2 separate regions of the Rattus norvegicus genome follow, and region 1 is linked to region 2. A link is a contact called in public Hi-C data. All regions are on one chromosome and are shown on one strand. Each heading gives the region's core, a stretch centred on a gene start, on an enhancer-like site or on the middle of the called end of the contact. The rest is flanking DNA. Distances are from core to core; before and after follow the strand shown.

What was found. Hi-C and Micro-C count contacts between places; a contact is called where the count stands out from the background.
Region 1: a Hi-C map of mammary epithelial cells shows a contact between it and region 2, with 2.9 times the contacts expected there. The contact joins the promoter of Fam181b here to the promoter of Prcp in region 2. A contact is called at or near these places in 10 of 12 Hi-C or Micro-C datasets (the A7r5 cell line, Schwann cells, frontal cortex and 6 more) and 1 of 1 datasets of contacts at active chromatin or transcription factors (oligodendrocytes).

What each region holds. Positions count from the first base shown.
Region 1 is chr1:156,577,359-156,582,615 of GRCr8, forward strand. It overlaps Fam181b (family with sequence similarity 181, member B), which reads left to right and starts at 1,463. Exons shown (of 1, transcript NM_001109150.2): 1 at 1,463-2,960. The coding sequence starts at 1,555. The coding sequence ends at 2,814.
Region 2 is chr1:156,341,012-156,346,445 of GRCr8, forward strand. It overlaps Prcp (prolylcarboxypeptidase), which reads left to right and starts at 2,883. Exons shown (of 9, transcript NM_001106281.3): 1 at 2,883-3,103. The coding sequence starts at 2,945. Ddias (DNA damage-induced apoptosis suppressor) reads right to left here and starts at 1,858. Exons shown (of 6, transcript NM_001126294.1): 1 at 1,787-1,858; 2 at 644-727.

The DNA.
Region 1 (5,257 bases), core at 213-2,712, 230 kb after region 2:
TGAGATAGCCTTTTCTGTACTGGGAGTAAAATAAGACTTGCAAGCATTCGCCTACTGTCCTATAAACAATCCTCTCAGAATCTGTGAGAATAGTTATGAGCATTCTCATTTCTCAGAGTAGGAATGGAAATGATACAGAAAGAGAGCTGACTTGCCCAAAGACACTTCAACTCCCACAGCAATAGGTACAGCCCCAGTAAGAGCTGGCCTCATCTAATTAGCTAGATTTACTACCCAGTAAGTTAGCTTTGATGTGTAGAAGCCCAATTATCTAGAAATGAAAAGTGATTTTTATAGATGAATCTTTATAGTACATTTTAAAAAAATGATTGTTAGAATTTCAAGTACAGAAATCTTCAGTTGACCTCTGGACATTTCTAATTAAACTCTTGCCATCTCTGTTGGACTCTGTGTGGCTAAATGATACTGCACATCTCTGAACCTGAATGAGGGGTACATGACAGTTGAGCCAATTCGAGTTAAAACAAACTTTGATTCAGCTTTATGGGTTTGAGTAAGTCCCTATTCCCATGACTTAAATAAAACCTGTCTTCTTTGGTAGGGATGCCCGCTCCAATGTGTTTCTGTTATAGCTGCAGAAAAATAGGGCTTGAACTGAAGACTTTTAGAAGATATGGTCTATACCTCTTTAGTGACTTGCACCATGGTAACTAAGAGAACTTTGTTGTGTGTGCATGGGGCTTTTCTATTGTGGCATCAGTTAATCCTTATGAACGCTGTGATGGAGAAGACATATCAAGGAGTGCAGCCATCTTTACGGGTCTCTTCTGTTACAGTAAATGCTCTATGTGCCCACCTGTGTGTAACATGAAAAGCTAACCAAGGCAAAGCATGGCAGGCTGGTGAATCCAAAGCCATGTACCCAATGTTTCCAGATTCCAGGCTGTTTACTGGTAAGGCTTAAATTAAACCTAGATGTGGCTATGTCCAATTCTCTGAACTTCTCAGAAGTCCAGTTCCTTTTGTTGAATGGTAACAAAACATGTAGTTCATGAGGCTGTTGGACAGAATTAAATGACATAAAGTATGGGCAATGACCGGTACAGGGCGAACATCCAGAAGACAGAAGCTGCTGGACCTCACTGCTTCCAGAACTGGAATTGGAACCCAGATCTGTGAACTCGCTTAGGGACAGTGACCAAGGCCAGGGTGTGGATTTACAGGAGCCTAGCTGGGGTTGGAACACAGGCTTTCTCCTCACCCCTGGCGATTGAGGCCAATCAAAACTTATGTCCCGGGGCACAGGGGAAGGAAAGGGTTAAGGTTTGAGAAAGCTTAGAAAACAAGAAAAGCCAGAGTTTCCCGCCCCCTTTTTACCGACCACCAAAGCCCGGCTAAGTAAGTCCCTCCCCTCGGCTACCGGGGCGGTCGTCCTGCGCTCTCCCACTCCACCCCTGGCTTACAAGATCTAATGAGCTCCCCCGGGAGGCTGAGCGGGGAGCTTGGGTCGGAGCGAGCAGACAGCGCAGCGCCTGGGCGGGAGCAGGCTGGGTGAACACCGGCCGCGCTGCGGACCGCTTGAGAGCCGCGGAGATGGCGGTGCAGGCTGCGCTGCTCAGCTCGCACCCCTTCATACCCTTCGGTTTCGGAGGCTCTGCGGACGGGCTGGTGAGCGCCTTCGGAAGTCTGGACAAGGGCTGCTGTTTCGAAGATGATGAGAGCGCGGTGTCCGCTGGAGCGCTGCTGTCCGGGTCCGACGGCGGGGACGTGCGCGAGGCCACCCGGGACCTGCTCAGCTTCATAGACTCGGCGTCCAGCAACATCAAACTGGCGCTGGACAAGCCAGGCAAGTCCAAGCGGAAAGTGAACCACCGCAAGTACTTGCAGAAGCAGATCAAACGTTGCAGTGGCCTCATGGGTACCGCACCTCCGAGACCGCCGTCCCCGAGCTCCACAGACACTTCAGCCAAACGGCCGCCCGGAGCCCCAGGAGCCTCGACTGTCGCGACCCCGGCGCACTGTAAGGCCGCCCCGCGGAGGGAGGCGACCCAGGCTGCAGCTGCCGCCAGCCTGCAGAGCCGGAGCTTGGCTGCCCTTTTCGACTCTCTGCGCCACATCCCCGGGGGAGCGGAGACCGCAGGCGGTGCGGTGGCCGCGTCGGTCCCGGGCCTTGGGGCAGCAAGCTCTGCGGGAGACAGGGCGGGCACCTCGGCGAGCTCAGTGGCTCCGGGTACCAGGAAGGTCCCTCTGCGCGCCAGAAACCTGCCCCCCTCCTTCTTCACGGAGCCATCCCGGGTGGGCTGCTGTGGCGGCGGCGGCCCCTCGGGCCAGGGTGTGAGCCTGGGTGACCTGGAGAAAGGGGCGGAGGCCGTTGAGTTCTTTGAGTTGCTGGCGCCGGACTTCAGCACTGGCAACGATTCGGGTGTCTTGCTGGCCGCTGACCCTCTCGACCCGTTCCCCGCCGGAGCCACGGTCCTACGGGGACCCCTGGAGCTGGAGTCCGTCCCCTTTGAGCAGCCGGCGATGGTGGGGAACCTACTATACCCCGAACCCTGGAACACCCCGAGCTGTCCTCAGAGCAAGAAGCCTCCTCTGCCTGGCGTTCGAGGCAACATGACCTTGAACGAGCCTGTGCGCCTCTTGTACCCCACAGCCTTGGACTCACCGGGCGGGGAGGACGCACCAGCCTTAGCCTCTTTCACCCCCTTCTTCCCAGATTGTGCGCTGCCGCCGCCCCATCAGGTGTCCTACGATTACAGCGCGGGCTACAGCCGCGCGGTTTACCCCAGCCTCTGGAGACCAGACGGGGTCTGGGAAGGGGCTTCTGGGGAGGAGGGAGCGCATCCAGACTGACTGCGAGGAACCCTTTCCTTCCCTTATGACTACTGTGGGCTGCGTGCCACCATGGGTTTCTTCTGAGTGGAGAGAACGACGGGATCACGCATGTGAAGATGAAATGGGATTAAAAAAAATAAAACCGCGATCCATTTAATAAAGAATCTTCAGGAAAACAGATGAAGAGGAGTTGGGGATTGTTTTAATCACAGCCTCAGATTTTCTTTTCTTTCTTTCTAAGTAACTCATAGATTCTTTCTTGGACCAGACCAGTTTTCAAGCGGAGACAGGATTTGGGTGGGATGATGGAAGGGTCAAGAGTAAGACAGAGTTTTTGTAGCCCCCTGTCTCATCTCAGTTCATCCAAGGTCAGTGTGTTTGATGTCATTACCCCATTCAAACAGCTTCCTGGTGTCCTCCCCTGACTACATTCTGAATTAAAGCCTATGTTGAAAGAAATGGACCAGAGGTATGTGGTCATTGAATTGAGTGTTTTCTTAGTGTTTTCACAGATCTCTCAGCTTTGCTAGGTGGACGCTGCGGGTGGGAGTTGGTGCTGGAAAGGTCATGTCCCAGGCCTCCCTTCTTCCCCCCTTTGCCTTTCTTGGTTTTTGTTTTTGGTGCGGGGGATGGGGTAGGGTGGGGCCGGGAAACTGACCATGCCCTTACAGCTACTCAACTACTTTTTTTTTTCTCACGATGTCAGATATTAAACCCAAGGCTTTAAACACACTAGAAAAAGTGCTCTACCATTGAGCTTTATTCCCAGTTCTGAGTGTGACTCTCTTCTTTCCTTCTTAAGACCCCCCCACCCCGCGCCCTTACCAACCTCGGCCTTTCCCATATTTTTCTGCTGTTTGTTACCTGTGCATAGCTTACCCCGTTGCTCTAGCCTTTCTTCGCTGCTCTTTCTGCCTTCCTCCAAATCTCTGAGTTGAGGGAGAGGCAAGTCTAGACTCCCATTTCTGTCTTCCCCCTTTCCCCTTTACCAGTCATTTTGGGGTGGGGGAGGGGAAAGGAAACAGGTTATAAGGTCTTTGATTTTAAGTTTCCTTACTATAACAGGATGACAGCGTTTCTCCAAATCTCACTTTGTAGCTGTTTGGGTGACTCCGAAGTAAAATACTCAAAATGTCTTGCAACTGTTGCACTGCTTGGCCTTGCAGGTATACATGTGTCTTTATAGGCATACAAATGGCTTCTGCGTGAAAACCATGCAGTGTGCTATTCTCATTTTTTTTTCTGTTTTGGGCGTTAACACCCCTGTATCCCAAATCCTTACTCCCCAGCCCCTACATCCCTGATCTTCCTCACCCCTTGTACCTCACCATGATAGGGGAAGGTGAAGAGTATAATGGTTTGAAAGGAGATTTTCCATTCTCTTTCTAACCTGCATGGAGACTTGGAGGGGGAAAGTCAGAGAAAAAGTTTAACCAGTCGTGAATGTGGCTCTCAAGAAGAGACCAACACTCAGAAATGGGGTATGTCTGTAGACTTGATTGCTGCTTCTGTGTAAAACAGGCTGACTGAATACATGGAGAAAGAAAAAAATATTAGTGTGGCAGCAAGGGATGAAAATGTCTGCGAAAATCAAAACTACTGCTGTAGATTTTGAGAAAGTTTTTTTTTTGTTTTTTTTTTTTTTGTTTTTTTTTTTAAGGAACGAACCTGTATGAAGCATTGGTAAGCATGGTTTCAAATACTATTACCAGATCACTTTCTTCTGAGCAAAACTGGAGTAGTAACCGTGAAAAGAATTTTTGCAACTCTTGAAATCTGGCAGCTAGTTGACTTTTTCACAGTGGTGAAAAGTGATAAATTTCATTGTGCTAATGGCACATTACTCAACGGCCATTTAATTTATGTTGGTTTATTGTGACAATAATTTAGGGTAGAATTTCACAGTCAGACATTAACACTGTGACTGTTCATAGGGCTCACTGTCAATGTAGTGCTTCTTAATTTTCTTCTTTCTTCTTACCCTGTTTAGCAAAAAGAAGATCTCTTTGGCCAGCACCTTGTTTGTTATGCCTTCTGTTCACGAGAAGAATGCCAACACCACATGTTTCTATGTGCCAGGCACTGAGCAAAGCATCCATTGATCTTCCGGGGGGTGGTGGAGGGGGCAGTTGCCCGTTGCTCCTTTGAAAGCTGAGGTTCAGACAGGCAAAAACAATCCCAACTTATTGAAAGCAAGTGGCAAAGTCCAGATCTAAGAGTACTGGGACACCAAGACCTGCCTGTCATTTGTGCGCTTTGGCTAAGATTTGCATTCATGGGTTCCTGGCCCCTACTCTATGCCAGGAACAGAGATTCCTACCTCTTGGTGCCTTTGAAATTTTGGGCACCACAGTTCCTTATTTTGCAGACTGTTTTGTGCATGGCTGAAGGTTCAGCAGCCTGCCTGGACTTGTCCATTAGATGCCAGTGGTACTCTGCTGGTTGTGATACTAAAATCTAT
Region 2 (5,434 bases), core at 1,633-4,132:
ATAGACCAGGTTGGTCTTGAACTCAAGAGATCCACCTGCCTCTGCTTCCCGCCCGCCCAGCTTATTCCTTTTTAATATTTATTCTTTTAGAATTTCATACGCTATGTCTTATATTTCTCCACCCCCCCCCACCTTCCTACCCACCCAACTTCAGATTCTATCTCAAAAAACAAAGTTGGAAATGGTGGTAAAAGTCTTTAATCCCACACTCAGGAGGCAGAGGCAGGGTGATCTCTGTGGGTCTGAGGCCAGCCAAGGATACAGAGAGACCTGGTCTCAAAAACAAAACAAAACAAAACAAAACAAAACAACAACAACAACAACAAAACCACCAAGCCCATTGTGATTAGAATACTGGGACTCCTCCCTCCCTTCTCCCTTCCCTTTCCAAGCCATGCCATATTCACCCATTTAAAATCAATTCTTTAGAGGGGACTTTCCAGATCCATGGTTATTTCTAGACCCATTTTTTTTAAAACATAAGATTTTCCTCCATAGCCCTTAAGTCTCTTTGTATCTCAGGCTGGCTTCAAACTAGAGATTCTCATGACTCCAGAGTGCTAAGGTTATCAATATAGGTCTCCATACTCAATTTTGCTATTCTGTTTAATTCTATCCAAAAAGGGGGCAGAGGGGTACTTACCCTAGGACAGCAGTCTCTATTGGTAATTGAAGTCATCCAAAACCTGGCCCTTCTTGGCATAATGGGAGGCACTTAAAATTTTATCTGAGGAATGAATAAAAAAAATGACAGAGTGCTCTGTGATCCAGTTTTAAAAGGTCAAAAAATGCTTTAAATTTAAGATGCTTTTAAAAATGCTTTCAAAGTCAGCCTTGGTGGAACGTAACTATAAATCTAGCACTTGGAAGATAGAGGCTGGATGATCAGAAGTTCAAAATCCTGTTCTCTTAACTCACACACATAAAACAAACCAAACCAAACCAGAAAGGCTTTGCAAACTAAGAAATCACTAATGAGTCAGGATAAAAAGAAGTTTTGGAGGTTGAGAGGATGGTGCCTTTGAGGAATATACAAGATAACCTGGGGTTGGGGATAATTCAGTATGTCATGAACAGTGTGTGTGATATCCTGGGTTTTATCTCCTACCCCGAGAGGGTGTGTAAGTGCAGGTTGGAGAGGCAAGCAAGGCCAAAGAGCTTTTTAACCTACCTTAAGGAATTTGGACTTAAAACATCGGGAAAATAGAAGCATCTAAAACAAGATAAATGGTGAGTATCTTGGTCAAAAATTTTCACCTATCTGCCTGGTCTTATGGAGAATGGATAAACAGGGGAAACAGCTGAAGGCTACTGTCACAGCATACAACAGTCACAGGTTAGATTATGGTAGTGGCAGTGTTCAGTGGGGCTTGAATTTTCATCTTAGATGTGGATTCGAGAGATCAAGGAAAATAGAAAAGCTTCAGTTTCTGGATTGCGTGCATTATTCGGTAAAATACTTTTTCTGGGCAATCAGAGTAATCTGAAAAAGCAAAACAAAGCATCTTTGCCAGCAACTGGCAATATTCCGCACAGTAGTCTGATGACATATTTTTATGTCCCAGTTTAAAGTCGAGCCTTTTCCTTTCTGGGGCTCTGCAGCAACCGTAAAGTGTAAACATTCACTAAAGAACGTGAAAAGGATTGACTCTCTCGTTTAACGTCGTATCCGGCTTTTACGGCCAAGAGTCTTGAAATAAATCCAAATGGAGCTCAAGGTTACAGTGCCTCGTCAGCAGTCTCTCTACCTAGAGCCCCCCAAGAATTCCTTTCTTCAGCTTCTCACCTGAAGCAAAGGACCCAGGCAAGCCCGGGCAACCATGAAGGAACTCCGGCCTCCCGGACAGCCGCTCTCCAAACGCTCGCAATCGAATCTCCCGCGTCCTCTTCCGCCGGAAATGTCGTCTTGACGGTCTTTAAGGAGAGCCAATCAGAAAATGCTCCGCAGGGCGTGTCGCTTATAACCCCGGCAAGCGACCCTCCTTGTCAAGCCAGGGGTAGCTGTGGGTTTTGAGAGACGTTCTTCTTCGACTGGTGGAGCGGTAGTTCTCTCAACGAAGTGCGGGGGAAGCCGGGAAGGCTCGAGGCGTGGGAAGGGGTGGCTGCACCCCTCAGACGAACGCCGAGGGCGTTGGAGCCGTGAAAGTTGGCGCCGCGGGCTGGACAGGAGGGGGCGCTGTTGACTACAACAGGGAGTCGCCATCGCGGAGCCTGGATGGATTATCCGGGTTGAGGGAATGTTTGGTCTGCACGAAAGACTCAGCGGCCACAGAAAGGACGGGTCGTGCGAGCAATGCGGCGGATGGGGTGACCCGAGAACTGAATAACATGGGGCTGGTTAGGCGGGAGCAGCGGAGTGGAAGAGCCCGAACAGCCTACAAGGGAACAGGGCGCTCTGTGACCCTCGCTCCATTTCCTGCTACTTGAGGGACCTAGGATCGAGTCCCTCTACTTGTTTCCTCATCTAAGTAGAGAGGCAAACACTGAAAGGTTGCTGTTTTGGTTGAGGGAGGGTCACGTGTGTGCCGTCATGCCTGGTGACAATAGACTCTCTCTTCCTCCCTCCTCCTCCCGCCCGGTGTTGTTACCGTGGGACTGAGGTTGCGGGGACAGTGTGATGGTGACAATAAAGGCAGAGATATGACATAACCTAGAGAGGCGATAGGGCTTGGGGAGCCATAGATAAGGATGAGGCAAAAAACCCTGCGTAGTAAAGGCCGACGTAGAGTGTGACCTCAGTGGAGGTGGGCGGGGAGAAGGAGGATGGCAAGTGGCAAGGGTGGAGGCAACGCCTTTGAGACCAGGGGCCGCCTGGTTTTAGGTTTCCCGAGGGAGGAGCTGGTCTGCAGCGGGCGGAGCTACGAGCTGGGCCTGGCTTAGTAGTGCTTTTCTGCGGGTGGCTCTCTTTCTTTAGCCGCCCACACTGTGGCTGCTGTCCTGAGCCATGGGCTGCTGGGCTCTCCTGCTCCTGCCTTTTCTATCACTCGGGGCCGCCACAACCATCCGGCCTAGGCTAAAGACCCTCGGCAGCCCGCACTTGTCAACTAACACACCCGACCCTGCTGTACCCAGTAGCTACTCAGTTCATTACTTCCAACAGAAGGTAAGCGGAGGCTGGGGAGTAAGGGTTCTAGGTCTCTGGTCCCAATCGCTCGCCGGTACCTTGCTTGGCTGTTACAGCTTGATGAAGCACCGCTGCCCACTCCAAAATTCAAACTCTGATACTTAGGACTTGATTTAGTTTTAGTTCACCTTTTCTGGAGGGTAGCTTTAAGCCTTAGTTATTCGAGTGTTCCCCATCAGAGACCGCGAGAAATCTATTCCTCCAGTTCTGGACGTCCAGGATACATATTTTTACCACTTCATCTCAGAAAATGCCTCAATTTGAACTTTTTTTTTTTTTTTACCTTGGCTAAAACCAAATTATGGAGACTAACCTTTGACCCCATCTCTCTCAACTCAAATTCTAATGTATGGAGGCTAACCTTGACCTTTAAGTCTCTCAACACGAATTCTAGTGTACCCATTACCTAATATAACAGGGTAAAGCGCTAGCCTATTCGCTTCACTAAACAGCTTCTCTCAGCTGAAATACTACCTTTAGAGGCTGAAGGTCTGTATCCTGATCTGAGGTGAGTGCAAGGATCAGGTCTTTTCTGGTCTGTGAACTTGAGTTCACAGTTTTAAGACAGACTTCTCCAATGCCTTTGTATTTTGCTGCAGCATGAGACATTACTCTATAGGTCTGAATGGAAAAGTACCTGTGTCCTCTGAAGTGACAGGATATATAATTCTATAGTTCTAGGAGTCTCTGAGGCCTGAATGGACAAGGCACTGGGATTAGCAAGTGTACAGTAGTCTGATCTTGGCTTTAGAAATCATACCAGGATTCCGGCCTTACCCTGTAATCTTAGAGAGGTTTCAGGGTAGTTTCTGAGCCAAGTTTCTTGGTTTGCTGAAGAGGGTTGCAGTGGTGACTAACTGAAGCTGGCACCTAGCAGAGTAGCTGCCTCAGTGGACAGTTATTGATGCATGGTTACTGATAGGAAGTTTGACTAGGAATTAAGAGGGAAGACATGGGGTTGTAGAACAATTTCATTTTGAAGTTAAAAAAGACCTAGAAACTTGTGTTTGGGTTTCTAAAAAACAGAAAGGAAAAGAAAAGCGTTTTAATTTTAGCTGAGGTAGCAGAAGTCTCTCTGGGACAGCCCCTTGAATCTCTACAGTTTCTTCATTTGTAAGTTGAGAAGTTGGAGTCAGGACCATGGAGTTTTCTGCTTTCCCTAGGAAAACCTTTCTGTGAAGCCAGCTGCTATGGCTGTCTAGCTGAAGTGAAGGTTGCATTTAGAAGGAGGACTTCCTCCTTCCTGAACCTCTGCTCTCCACCCACACTTACTGTAAAACAAAGTTGAACTCGGACTTTTCCCTACGGAACTACCCTTAATCCTTGTACTGAAACTTTTGAATTTTTTTTTACACATATAATTCTTGACAGCATCCAGTTATTAACAATAAAGTTAGAGGGAGAAGCTTTGGAATATCTGATCTCTAAAAATCTCTCTTTGAAAATGCTTTAGGAGAATGCAAAAGTAAAGGGATGGAATGATGCTAATCTCTCTCTTTCTTTCTCTTTCTCTCGTGTGTGTGTGTGTGTGTGTGTGTGTGTGTGTGTGTGTGTGTGTGCGCGCGCGCGGATGTGCACGTGTTGGACAGGAGGCTGATGTGAGTGCCCTATGCTATCACTCTCTGCCTTATTCTCTTGAATGAGAGAATGTTTTCTCATTGAACCTGGAAACCTGGCAGGCAGGCAGTTAGACCCAGTAATCCCCCTGTCATGACATTGGGGTTATAGGCAAGTGTGGAGCCATGGCTGACTTTATGTGGTTGCTAAGGTCTGAACTCAGGTTCTTAAGTTTGCAGGACAGGTGCTCTTACTGAGCCGTCTCCCCATTCCCCTCCCCTCCATTGTTTTTACAAATACAATTTAAGACTTTTTTTTTTTAACATTTCACATTTCAGCAGTTAGCAAGTGTGTCTTAGCTGGGGTTTTATTGCAACTTTTTTTTTTTTTAATTTTTCAAGACAGGGTTTCTCTGTGTAACCCTAGCTGTCCTGGGACTCCCTTTCCAGACCAGGCTGGCCTTGAACTCATAGAGATCCACTTGTTTTTGTCTGCCAAGTGCTGGGATTAAAGGCTTGTGCCACCATGCTCAACTATCAGCGAAACATTTAAAGGAAAACATTTAAATGGGGCTGGCTTACAGTTTCAGAGGTTTAGTCCATTATCATCATGTCAGGGAGCATGGCAGCCTGCAGGAGGTGGTGTTGGAGGAACCAGGGGTTCTACATCTTGATCCAAAGGCAGCAGAAGGCGACTGTGAGTAGTTGGAGCATGTATAACCTCAAAGCCCACCTCCACGGTGACACATTTTTT